Regions from separate parts of the Zea mays genome. Here regions 1 and 2 are each linked to region 3. The links are chromatin contacts, called in public Hi-C maps. All regions are on one chromosome and are shown on one strand. The core of a region is the stretch at or near the end of the contact, and the rest is flanking DNA. Distances in the headings are between cores, read along the strand shown.

Region 1 (3,797 bases), core at 297-2,796, 250 kb before region 3:
CGCCGCCGCGGCTGCCACGCCGCTACCTAGTTTCACTGGGTACCCCACATCCTTGAGCACCATCTCCACACCGCTCAGACATCCCAGAAGTTGCAGCTGACAAAGAAGAAGAAAAAAAAATAATGTTTGGGAGCATCAAGATATAGTACGTTGCACTGATTAATTAATTAAACGAATTGCCAAACTCTGCAGTGCGCTACCTCGTTGAGGTTGCCGAGATGGCCGATCCTGAAGACCTTCCCGGCGACCTTGTTGAGGCCGAGGCCGAGACTGAGGTTGTACCGCTTCCACGCGTGCCTGACGACCTCGGCGCTGTCGATGTTGGGCGGCACGACGGCGGCGGTGACGGTGTCGCTGAACCACTCCTCCTTCTGGCAGCAGTTGCTGAGCCCCCACGCCTCGACGGCGAGCCTGGTGGCTGTCCCAAGGCGGTTGTGCCTCCTCACGACGTTGTCCAGCCCTTCCTCGAAGATGAGGTCGAGCGCGGTGCGGAGGCCGTAGAGGAGCTGGATGGAGGGCGTGTAGGGCCAGTACGTGCCCATGTCGTAGAACCTGAGGTAGTCCTTCCAGTCGAAGAAGACGCGCACGGACCTGGCCGTCTTGCTGGCCTCCAGCGCCCTGGGGCTGGCGCACACGATGCCCATCCCCGTCGGCATCGACAGCGCCTTCTGCGAGCCCGTGAGCGCCACGTCCACGCCCCACTCGTCCATGCGGAAGTCCAGCGCGCAGATGGACGACACGCCGTCCACCAGCAGCAGCGCCGGGTGCGCGTGCTTGTCCAGCAGCGCGCGCACGGCGGCCAGGTCGTTGGTGACGCCCGTGGCCGTCTCGTTGTGCACGATGGCCACGGCCTTGATGGCGTGCCGCGGCGCGTCCTCGCGGAGCCTGCGCTCCAGCGCGGCCAGGTCGGCGCCCTGGCCCCACTCGCTCTCCACCGCGTCCACGTCGAAGCCCAGGCGCCGCTGCTGGTCGATCCACAGCAGGCTGAACTGCCCGATGAGGAAGGACACGACCCTGTCGCCCGGGGACAGCGTGTTGGTCAGCGCGCTCTCCCACGCGCCCGTCCCCGTCGTCGGGATCATGAAGGGCGTGCCCGTCGTGGTCTTGAAGATCTTCTTAACGTCCTCCAGCAGGACCTTGGTCAGCGCCGGCACCGCCGGCGAGCGGTAGTCCTCGTTCTGCCGGTTCATGGCGCGGATCACGGGGTCCGGGATGTTCACGGGGCCCGGCACGAACAGGTGGGTCCGCCCGGGGCCATACACGTAGTCCGCCATCGTAGCTGATTAGCTTATTGCTGCTGGTACTAGCAGCAGTGCACGCAGGGAGAGGAGGGAGTGTCAGCGTAGTGCACTGAACTTGGCAACCAAACCTCTAGACTGATCCTTACTTACGCCTTGAGCCCACATGCCAAGCAAACACTTTGCTACATACTACATCATCGTCGATCACAAATCCAAAAAGAAGACAAGATTGCACTGGACCGGAGACAGGCGTACCTGTGGTAGCTAGCTGCTGCCGGCTGCTCCCCTGTGCGGACCGGAGGGAGGAGGGACTGGAGAGGAGGGCGAGCCGCTCACGCGTTTGTGAAACATCAAATACGGGAGGCTGGCGCCTGGCGGGGGCGATAGGATAGGCATAGGATGACGACGGCTATATAGGATAGGATAGGAGCCATGGCGTCCAAACTCCAAAGGGCGATCCTTTCGCGGGCCCAGCCGTCGTCCGGCGTGGCAGATAAGCCGTCCGGCCTGTCCTGGAGTGGCTGGCTGGCTTTGCAGCGCTCCTCCAGCTTGTGTGGACGACGGCGCTGCTGCACTGCACATCCAAACAACACTGACTGACGCCTACAGGTGCACAGAGATACTATCGACAGAGCTCAGTGTCCTTCAATTCAGATCGATCCTGTTTTTAGTGGCGGTTCTCGCATGAAGAAAGATTCAGTTCAGACTCGTCGGATGTGTGTCATCTCCAGAATGGGAGGAATGCAGCCGGCGACGCCGGATAAAGTGACAGAGCAGCAGCAACTCGGCTCCAGTCCAGTGGGTGCCAATCTGCAGGCCTGGGGCGCCGACGCGGCCACGTCACGCCCCCGCCCGGGGAAGATGTGTGTTATCCCTTCCGCTTGGCTCTCCGCTGTCCGTGGAACTACAGGACGATTTTTTCTTCTTCTGCGTCTCCTTCTATGTTGGTGTGACGACACACTAATTATTCGACGGGTCTGTTACTGCTCGCTCTGGGCCGCGATCGACGGCAAGGTTGGCGCTGACATCTGTGAGAACTGAGAAGAGTATAGGACGAGCAAGGTTCACCAAACCGGTTACTTAACAAAAAAAAAATGGTCAGGGTCCATATCTGATTAATCGCGATAAATTAGGAGAAACCGCTATTCAAATCCAAACCATCTTTCGAATTAAAACGGCTCGACATCGATTAATCGACTGATAAGACCTGATAAACCGGCAGCACAGGTGCAGAAACCAAACCAATTGTTTTTTTTTTTGCAAATAACGCACATTGAGGTCCCAAATTTTGAACAAAAGATAGTACAAATTTTATCACAAGTCAAATAGCAACATTTAACAGTTCAAATGCATGGAAAACCATATGCATAGTGTGTACGAAGGTTCAAAGCACCCGAAGATGTAGTCAGTAGTGATTCATGACATGAACATTAAAAACCGTTCTAAGTGTTCCCTTTCTGTCTTGGTCAACGAAATGAAGAAAACCAAATAATGACTCTATTACATCAACCACATACTTCATTTGGTCCCACCATGACAAGCTCGTAAGGGTTTCATATGTGTACTTTTCATCTGGCATGCTGCTAAACTTGCTTTGTAAGAATCCCCGAGAACCCATCCATTCCATGAAGTTTTCCTTCTGGTGAAGAAAACTCTCTAAGAATGCGTAATTTGTTCCAAATCTGGTGGCATTCCACCGAACCAACTCCCCATTGATTGCCTCCTTCATCATGGAATGTAACTTGTTATGATTGTGTTTTCAAATTTATGGTATGAGTAGAGGTGGTAATGGACCACAATTCAAATATTTCTTCACAATTTGTTTGAGCATTTAACTTATTTTAGTTAAAAATGAATAGAAATAGAGCCCGGTCCTAATCCGATCTAATCCATAAATGAGTAAAATTTAGAGCCCATTACCACCCCCGCATATGAGCCACACATGACTGCCACACAATAGAAGGATGCTACGTGACTACCATACGACATGTCTTTTTGTAGTTCGCTCCATTATCAGTGACAATCTGAACCACATGCTTTGGACCTATTTCTGTCACCACATCTATGATTTTCTATATTTATCGTCCAGTGTCTCTTGCAATATTTGCACCTAAATCATGGATATACGTTGTCCGATTTAAACTGATTCGATCTGACATTCTTGAAAATAGCAATAACATGATGTATTATTACATGTTAGCATATATTGCATGTAGCAATGATAATTTGAAAATATTTCTAGTGAAAAGGAGAAAAAAAACCCAAACCCTAGCTCCTACATGGATGCCAGCTAATAAGTCCTACACATTGATTTATCGGCTCTGGGAGCGGCTAATCAGCAATCCTAGCCGATGTATCAGCTTTTTATTTTTATATTTTTCTGAAACTTCCATGATTTTTAGTTTGAAATATGTTGCATATTTTTAATTTTGATTTCAATAATTCATAGTATTTATACAAAAAGTGGCATCAAATGTTTTAAAAATTTACAAAACAAATCCAAATTCAAAAATCCAAAACCAGTGTATTGAGTTTTGAAAGTCGCCTAGAGGGGGT
Region 2 (3,894 bases), core at 681-3,180, 150 kb before region 3:
GGAATTCGTGAATCTAGATCATTTTGGCTAACTCCAAATATAGTAAATTTGGAATTCGTGAATCTAGATCATTTTGGCTAACTCCAAATATAGTAAATTTGGAATTCGTGAATCTAGATCATTTTGGCTAACTCCAAATCTAGTAAATTTGGAATTCGTGAATCTAGATCATTTGGCTAACTCCAATCCAAATCTAGTAAATTTGGATTTCGTGAATCTAGATCATTTGGCTAACTTTTCATATGAAGCGGAGTGTTTTTAGGAACTGTATCTACGCTGCATACACTCGATTTTTAGGTGGCGCATTTTGTTTCTTGTGCCACCTCAATACGCATCGATTTGACCTTGATATTTAGAGTACTCAAGGAGTGAGGTGGTCACTCATCTCCTCTCTAGTAGCATCTGTATCTCGGTAATACGCATCGATTTGTAGTCTACTTGTAATGCTGATTTTTAAAGCTGGGATAAAAGCCAGTAGCATCTGTATCTCATCTTTCATCCCCTTAAGCCAGTAGTTGTAATGCTGATTTTTTAAAGCGGAGTTATGTATCTTGATATACAAACCCTTTTCTCAAGCAAACTTAACTGCTTTTTTTTCCTGAAAATATTACACAACAAACATTACAACGACAACAGTAGTTGCGTACAGCAACGACCACAGCGAACCGTGTGCATGCATGATAGATGGACGCTGGATTGGTAGTTTCATGACTTCCATCCAGAGACCCATGTCTTATTTATTTGTAAGGAAACACACACACACACACAAACGGTGCCTCCTCTGCCTACTTCTCATGACATGAAGGGCAGCACCATCACTTGATTCACTTCATTTGCATCCGTCCAACTGATTATTTATGTTTTTTTTTTCTTCTTCTTTCCTGTAGGTTTGCACTTGAGACAGGATGCATGCAACTGTTTCGCATGGCATCACTTGGCGTGAGCAGACCCCTTCTCGGCTATCACTGCAGCAGAACCTGTGGACAGAAAATGAAACCAAGATAATGGTTCTAGATCAGTTAATTAAAGGTTTTAAAAAGAGAGAGAGAGAGACAAGACTGTGAAGTGAAGTTGTGTTCTTCATGCTTTGACAGACTTTGTTTACTACTCCGATCCTCAAGTATGCACTACGAAATCAACAACAAGCAAAGCCTAGACCGCTGGAAGTTTGGAACAGGAGTGAAGAGATGTACCTACGACGCAGCTGGCTGAGCCGTTCGCGTAGAAGGCGTGGATATCCAGCTGCCGGAAGTTGGTCTCGGGTGCGCTTCCAGCTATTCTGTGCTTGATCGTGCCGCGTGCCAGAGCCAGCTCTCCTGTCCCTCCCACGACAGCCCACTCCCCCTCCGGTGGAAGAACTCCCATCACCGGGAGCGTGGATCCGCTGAACCTATCGCACAACAAGCACGGGTTGTTATCGACCGACGCACCATGAACAGATGGGAGGGAGGGAGGGAGGGAAGCGAAAATGCTAACCTGTCACCTTGGAACACCATGTTGAGGTTGAGGGAGACGAACCAGCCCACGTTGGCTAGATCAGACAAGACATGCACGCCTTGCGCGTGTCCCACCACCTTTGCGCCTTGAGCAGGCGCGTCTACCAACGTCCAGTCCTGAACGACGGTCTGGCCGAACGGATTAGCGTGCTGAGGTCTGAAAATTACCTCCTGGTTGTGACTTGGTCCAGTACCGACAACTTGCTTCAGATACACGCGCCAGTTCAGCTCGTTCTCACAGGTGTATGAGCATGGGCACGGGCATCCCAGTGAAGCAGTAGCCAAGACCAGCAGAAGCGACATGAAGAGGATGGTGGTGGTCAGGCGGGCATTGCTAGCACTAGCAGGATGTGCCATTGGCAAAAGGGTTTGTGGGCTCGGGAAGGAGACGACAGAGTACGAGTGTTTAGCTTGCTGTCTTCGTGTGACTGCTGTGGCCTGCGGGGTGGGGAAGATGGGCTGTATTTATAGCCAGAGAGGCCCAGGAATAAGGTTCGTCGATCGACGTGCTGCTATACTATTGAAGGACCACGACGATAAGGGAAGGGAGGTTCGTCAATTTCTTTTCAGTCTTGCAAACATGGAACGATACATCACTTCACCAGCTCTGTTTTTTTTTTTTGTTATTTGGCTATTTTTTCTTCTTCTCTCCCCATCGTATGAGTATATTCGTATCTCTGGTCGTTTGCCCAACGTTTTTCAAACTCAACTTGCTGTGTTTATCTCTTGAATTTATTTGGCGTGGGTAGAGGTGGAGCCGTGGGATTGTGGACAACTTTTTTGGGCAAAACTCGATCGAGAACTTCGGCTAGGTCGGTTAATTTCTGCAGATCGACTAGTCCAATTTGTGCCGGTTAATTAATGGTGTACTCCGTGGACAACTGCTACGTAATTAATTTAAGACAGGCATACTGATAGTGAAAGTGCTCGGGATATAAGTTCCGTTCCACAGGATTGTAACTATAAAATATATGATCACATTAGTTTAGAGCCAATGATTGCGCTTCTTTGCCTATCCTGTCCATATGTTCTGCTTCCACATTGTAGTCAAGTCGTTTCATACCTTTTTTCTGTTTCAAGACCATTTTTCTTGCAAATATGTGGCCGTGTAGTCTTGTACTCCCTAGCTAGCACTTGAATGAAACATTTTTACTATTTATTTTAATAAATTTGTATAGAATATTTTTTTTAAAACAAAATGAAGACAGTACTATGTATAGGCTATCTCTACAAATCAGTTTCTACGTACGGTTCTTGATTTCTGAGTTATTTTGACGTCTCTCTATAGATGATCTGTGTAGTAGCCAATTTTCGTGGTCATATTTAGAGTGTATTTGGTTTAGCTTTCTGAGCTAAATTCACCTCCAAAGATCTATAATCTCAACCAAACATGTACAAGTACAACAGAATAGATTCATGCAAATAATCATCTATAAATTTCTCTAGTTCAATTCAGAATCATCTTCTACCCTAAAATTTTCAGATTCTTGCCATCCATATTAGTGTCATGATGTTATAGAATTTATAGTCGATAACCGTTTCAACAAAACAAAATTTAGTTTTTCCATAAACGTTGGCTCACAACTCATAGCTAGATCAAATTTTTAGGAATCTACAGGTGAACCAAACAGGCCCTTAGGACCTATTTGTTTCGTTTTTTTGGCTGTTAGACTCTCTCCAATAGATAGTATAAAATAGAGGACGCAAAACTGTAGAGGACACTTTTTGGTACTGTTTGCATAGTGTAGTTTGGTGATAAGGGATTGGATAAGGGATCTGTTGGAGATAGCATTAGAATCGACTTTTGGCAGCTAAAATTTTCGCTCTCAGTTTGTTCATATGAAAATCGTTTATGTAAAAATCAATCAAATCAACATGGACGTAGAATCCGTCGAGTCATTACGACGAGAGGAGAATGTCGCATTCTAAATCTTAAACCGTGCATATTTCTTCATTTTTTTCTCTACATATAAGCTCCGTAATATCTAGATCCTCGTGATAGTTATATTATCTAGAAATACGGTTCTCGGAAAATCACTTCATGGAAAAAAACATGTCCCAAACGGGCCTTAATTGGCCGCTCCGTTCTAGTCAATAAGAAGATAAGAGCAACCTTGCGGCACGTAGGTCATCAATCGATTCACATGGGAAAAAGAGAGAAATCATTCGTTAACTGAGCATATCCTCTTCTACTAGTCAAAGTGTCACCATTCAGACTATGTGGATATCTAAAAATGACTTTACAACGTTCTGACCAAAGGGTTAATCGTTGGTGTACGTAACATATGAATTTGCAGGCCAGGATTTTTTATAATGATCATATACCCTCTCCGTCCCAAAATATAATTTATTTTAAACTAATCATATATTCATTAAATAGCATATGAATATAGTTTCT
Region 3 (3,623 bases), core at 955-3,454:
TGTGACTCAATAGTCGGGGTACATGACAAGTCCATAAAACATGCGCAATAGGCACAATTGTGGCTCGATGATCACAACAGACAAACAATGCCTACAGGGCGTGCGAAAAATATGTGACTCGATGATGGCGGTCCGACTCAACGAGAGTGGTCCGATTAAGCGAGAGTGCGACATAGCAATCAAATGACGCAGCCAAGTTCGTACGACACAAATACTGCGTCTTGTTGCCAGGGCGCAGCCAGTGGTGCTCAGCCAATGTCATAACTCGATCGATTAATAACGTAGTCTGATCGACGTGTCTGAGTACCCACTATACAATTTAATCGCTCGACGTGAGTCCAAAAGCTCAACACATCATAAATATTTAGAGCGATTCACGTATACACCATATAGTCTTTACATGTATTTTAATAATTTTCTGCTAAATATCTACTACGAGAAATAAAGCAGAAATATAATACTAGAATTAAAGCATAAGCAGATCAGGTGTATGAAAGACATTTTCTCATATTCAAGCATACATTTTTCTACTAATTATTTACTGCGGGAAATAATTGATTAAGGTAGAAACTGCAATGTAAAACAAATTTTTATTCTATTTGTTATATTCAGCAGGAAAATAGAATAAAATAGTATGGCACATGTATATAAATTAAAATATGTATAAATTCAACCGCAATTAATAAAAAAAATTGTAAAGCACATTAAGATCCTATTTTTTTCTCTCCTTCCACGAATCTGTTTCTGCGCGCACAATACATCTAATCCACTTTTTCGTTTTCTATTGAGCCGCCATTTTCAGATCGTATTGCATGCAGATGCAGCCATGCAGTGGACGCATACAACTGCTTTGACCGTGACCTATAATGGGGCAATAAATATGCATGGTTCAACTGCTTTCTCCGCCGCTACAGGACATCATGCAACCGTTTCTTTTTTTTGTTTTTCTCAGCCGCACGCTTAGTCAAAGAAATGGGGCCCACTTTTTTTACTCGGCAATCAAGGCCCCTGTTTGTTTCAGCTTTTCGTAGCTTCTGGCCACCAAAAGCTGCTGCGGACTGCCAAACACTCAGCTTTTCAGTCAGCTTCTATAAAATTCGTTTGGGTAAAAACCATTCAAAATCAACATAAACATATAATCGGTTGTGTCGTCGCAATAGTAGTAATCCATCACTTTATAGATCGTGAGTCCTATGGACAACTTTATCTTCCTCTGCACGTAATCCTAATAATACGCAGATTCTCTACACAGCCAAATTTTTCCCACAGCTAGATTCTCGAAAAAGCTGGTCAGAAAAAAGCTGAACCAAACAGGCTCAAGGAGCACTGCATGCACGCATGCATCTGCTGCACTCACTTTTCCAGCATATTTTTCTCCGCGAACATAGATCGGAAAGTAAATAACACATCCAATCTCAAATTTCATACCACTAGATTACGTAAAGGAATCGAGGGCTATCGCGTAGGACAGTTCGGCTAGGCCAGGACCTGCCGGCTTGACGATGAGTTGACGCAGATCTGATCCCACAGTAACGTCGAGGTAGAGCGTGCTGATAACGTGTTGAGAATTACGTCACCACGGATCACCAGATCCGCTCCCTTTCCTCCCGTCAGCAGTAGAGGCGCGAGAAGCTATAAAGAACTCGTCTCCCTTCCCAGAAGCACGATAGAGTAACACACGAGACACATGATATAGGGTTGGACCTCTGACCTCTTTCTCTTCTCTATTCCATATGAGGGGTACAAGTTCTATATATAGAGACGTGATCGACCTCAGGAGCATATTCGGTATTTGCCCACATAACCCTTTATCAGGGTTTCTCAACATCATGTTCTATCACACACGGATCTGAGAACGACGGTTTCCCTGCACCGCAGCCCGTGCATCTCCACACTCCACAGGCCACCGGTTGTGATGCCACCACCACGAGACGAGGGCACGACGGACCGCGTGCGCCATGCCGTCGCCATCGCGCATAGGCCATCGGCCGGACGGAGTGGCCTGTGGGCCCCCGGAGCTTGGAGGTTAAGGCTTCCGTGGGCCGTGGCCTGAGCCGCGCGTGGTGCGGTGCACGGTGGGCCAGGGCCTGCTAACGCTGTCTTGGGCTTTGCCGCTTCTTGGTTCCCATGGTGGTCTCTGGTCTCTGGTCTGGAATGGTTACTGTGCGTGATATATAAACGCGCGGCACATGTACGCAGGCACAGAAAATCCTGGCTCGTGCGATGCGACCTCTTGGCTCTCGCTAGGTTGTATGTGTGTGTGTGTTTAAAAGCCTAATCTACCGCACCAGCGGCCTCTAGTGTCTCCTCCTCCTCTATCCCTCGCAAAGCAAACACACACGCGCTTTCTCGGTGCCACCACCAGCAGCACCCCGTCTCCGTCCCGGCCCCCGACGCCCGGCGGGACATGAAGAAAGACGAGGAGGGCGCCAATGCCACCGTCGCCGGCGACGGCGACGCACGACGACGTTCCGCGCTCCCCGTCCGCCTGCTGCCGCTCCGGTGACGGTGACCCCTACCTAGCTCTCTCCTTCGTCCTCGCCTTCTGAGTCGCCGTCCTTCTTGCCTCTATGGAGCGAGCTCGCCGTCGCCGTTACCGTCGTCGTGGTGCAGACCAGCGGCTCAGCGGATTGAGGGGAGCCCTGGCGGCGGAGAAGGCGTCGTACGTGTCCTGGTGATGGGTGCGGATTTGGCATGCGGGAAAGCCAGGCATCGTTTTTTTTTAATTTCCCCCCTCGGTGGTGATTGTTGCTAGCTGTTGCTGCTTTTGTTGTCAGTTTTAGCCCCCTTTTTTCACCTTCTCTCTTCTTTTTGACCCCCCCTCCCAACTACTTTGTAGTTTTGCCAATCACGGTTCTACTAAGAACATATCGGTTATCGGAGAGCGAAATGTTCGTGCGGATTCTGCTCTTTATCTCTCTCCCTCTCTCTATGTATAAAGCTGGCTACCATGCTTTGGCAACACGCGCGACTTAACTGCAGCTGTGCAATGCTACAGCCTACAGCAGCTCAATTAACTAACTAGTCCAATACGAAATAGGAGTACCTTTCTCTCATCATTCTTCTTTTTTACATGATGCAAGCAAACAATGTCCTTCGGTGATGATTATTACCTTCTGAAACCATGAATCCTGCCTGCCTTTTGTTTGTTTGTGTTTCAACTGTGTGTCTAATAGTGCAATGCAGTTACTGTTTACTGCAGCTACTGTGCATGTAAAGCGTGGCATAATAATGTAATCCCCGGTAGATTTTCAGCGCTAAGCATTTCTCGTGCAGATAAGATAGAGCAGCAGCAGCCCGCAGCTGATCCTTACCGCTGCGGCTGTGTATCAATTAGGCCTCGCCGGCTGCACTAGCCATGATGAATCCCATGGAGAAGAGAGGAGAAGAGAAGAGAAGCTAGCCACAAAAGGGATGAGGTGACAGATGAGGGGGAGAGCCAGACAGACAACCTAACTGGCGAACCCTATGCAGTCAGATGCCCCTGCCTCTGACCAGGCAAAAACTTCAGCGGTCCCCAACGATGCAGCAAAATGGCATTCAGAGGCAGTAGTGATCGGCGAAACCAGACGGGCCCTCTGCGTGCTGTATTTTGTGTTGCACACAGGATGGGCATAGCTTGG

What was found. Hi-C and Micro-C count contacts between places; a contact is called where the count stands out from the background.
Region 1: a contact with region 3 is called in a Hi-C map of bundle sheath, with 2.1 times the contacts expected there. The contact joins the promoter of LOC100281949 here to the promoter of LOC100279477 in region 3. A contact is called at or near these places in 4 of 25 Hi-C or Micro-C datasets (bundle sheath, ear, leaf and 1 more).
Region 2: a contact with region 3 is called in a Hi-C map of ear, with 1.9 times the contacts expected there. The contact joins the promoter of LOC103641577 here to the promoter of LOC100279477 in region 3.

Annotation. Positions count from the first base shown.
Region 1 is chr1:189,069,787-189,073,583 of Zm-B73-REFERENCE-NAM-5.0, reverse strand. LOC100281949 (Serine--glyoxylate aminotransferase) reads right to left here and starts at 1,546. Exons shown (of 2, transcript NM_001154867.1): 1 at 201-1,546; 2 at 1-96. The coding sequence starts at 1,274.
Region 2 is chr1:188,969,355-188,973,248 of Zm-B73-REFERENCE-NAM-5.0, reverse strand. LOC103641577 (pterocarpan synthase 1) reads right to left here and starts at 1,930. Exons shown (of 3, transcript XM_008664921.2): 1 at 1,477-1,930; 2 at 1,194-1,390; 3 at 567-977. The coding sequence starts at 1,853. The coding sequence ends at 931.
Region 3 is chr1:188,818,870-188,822,492 of Zm-B73-REFERENCE-NAM-5.0, reverse strand. It overlaps LOC100279477, which reads left to right and starts at 2,204. Exons shown (of 1, transcript NM_001364617.1): 1 at 2,204-3,623. The coding sequence starts at 3,469. The coding sequence ends at 3,618.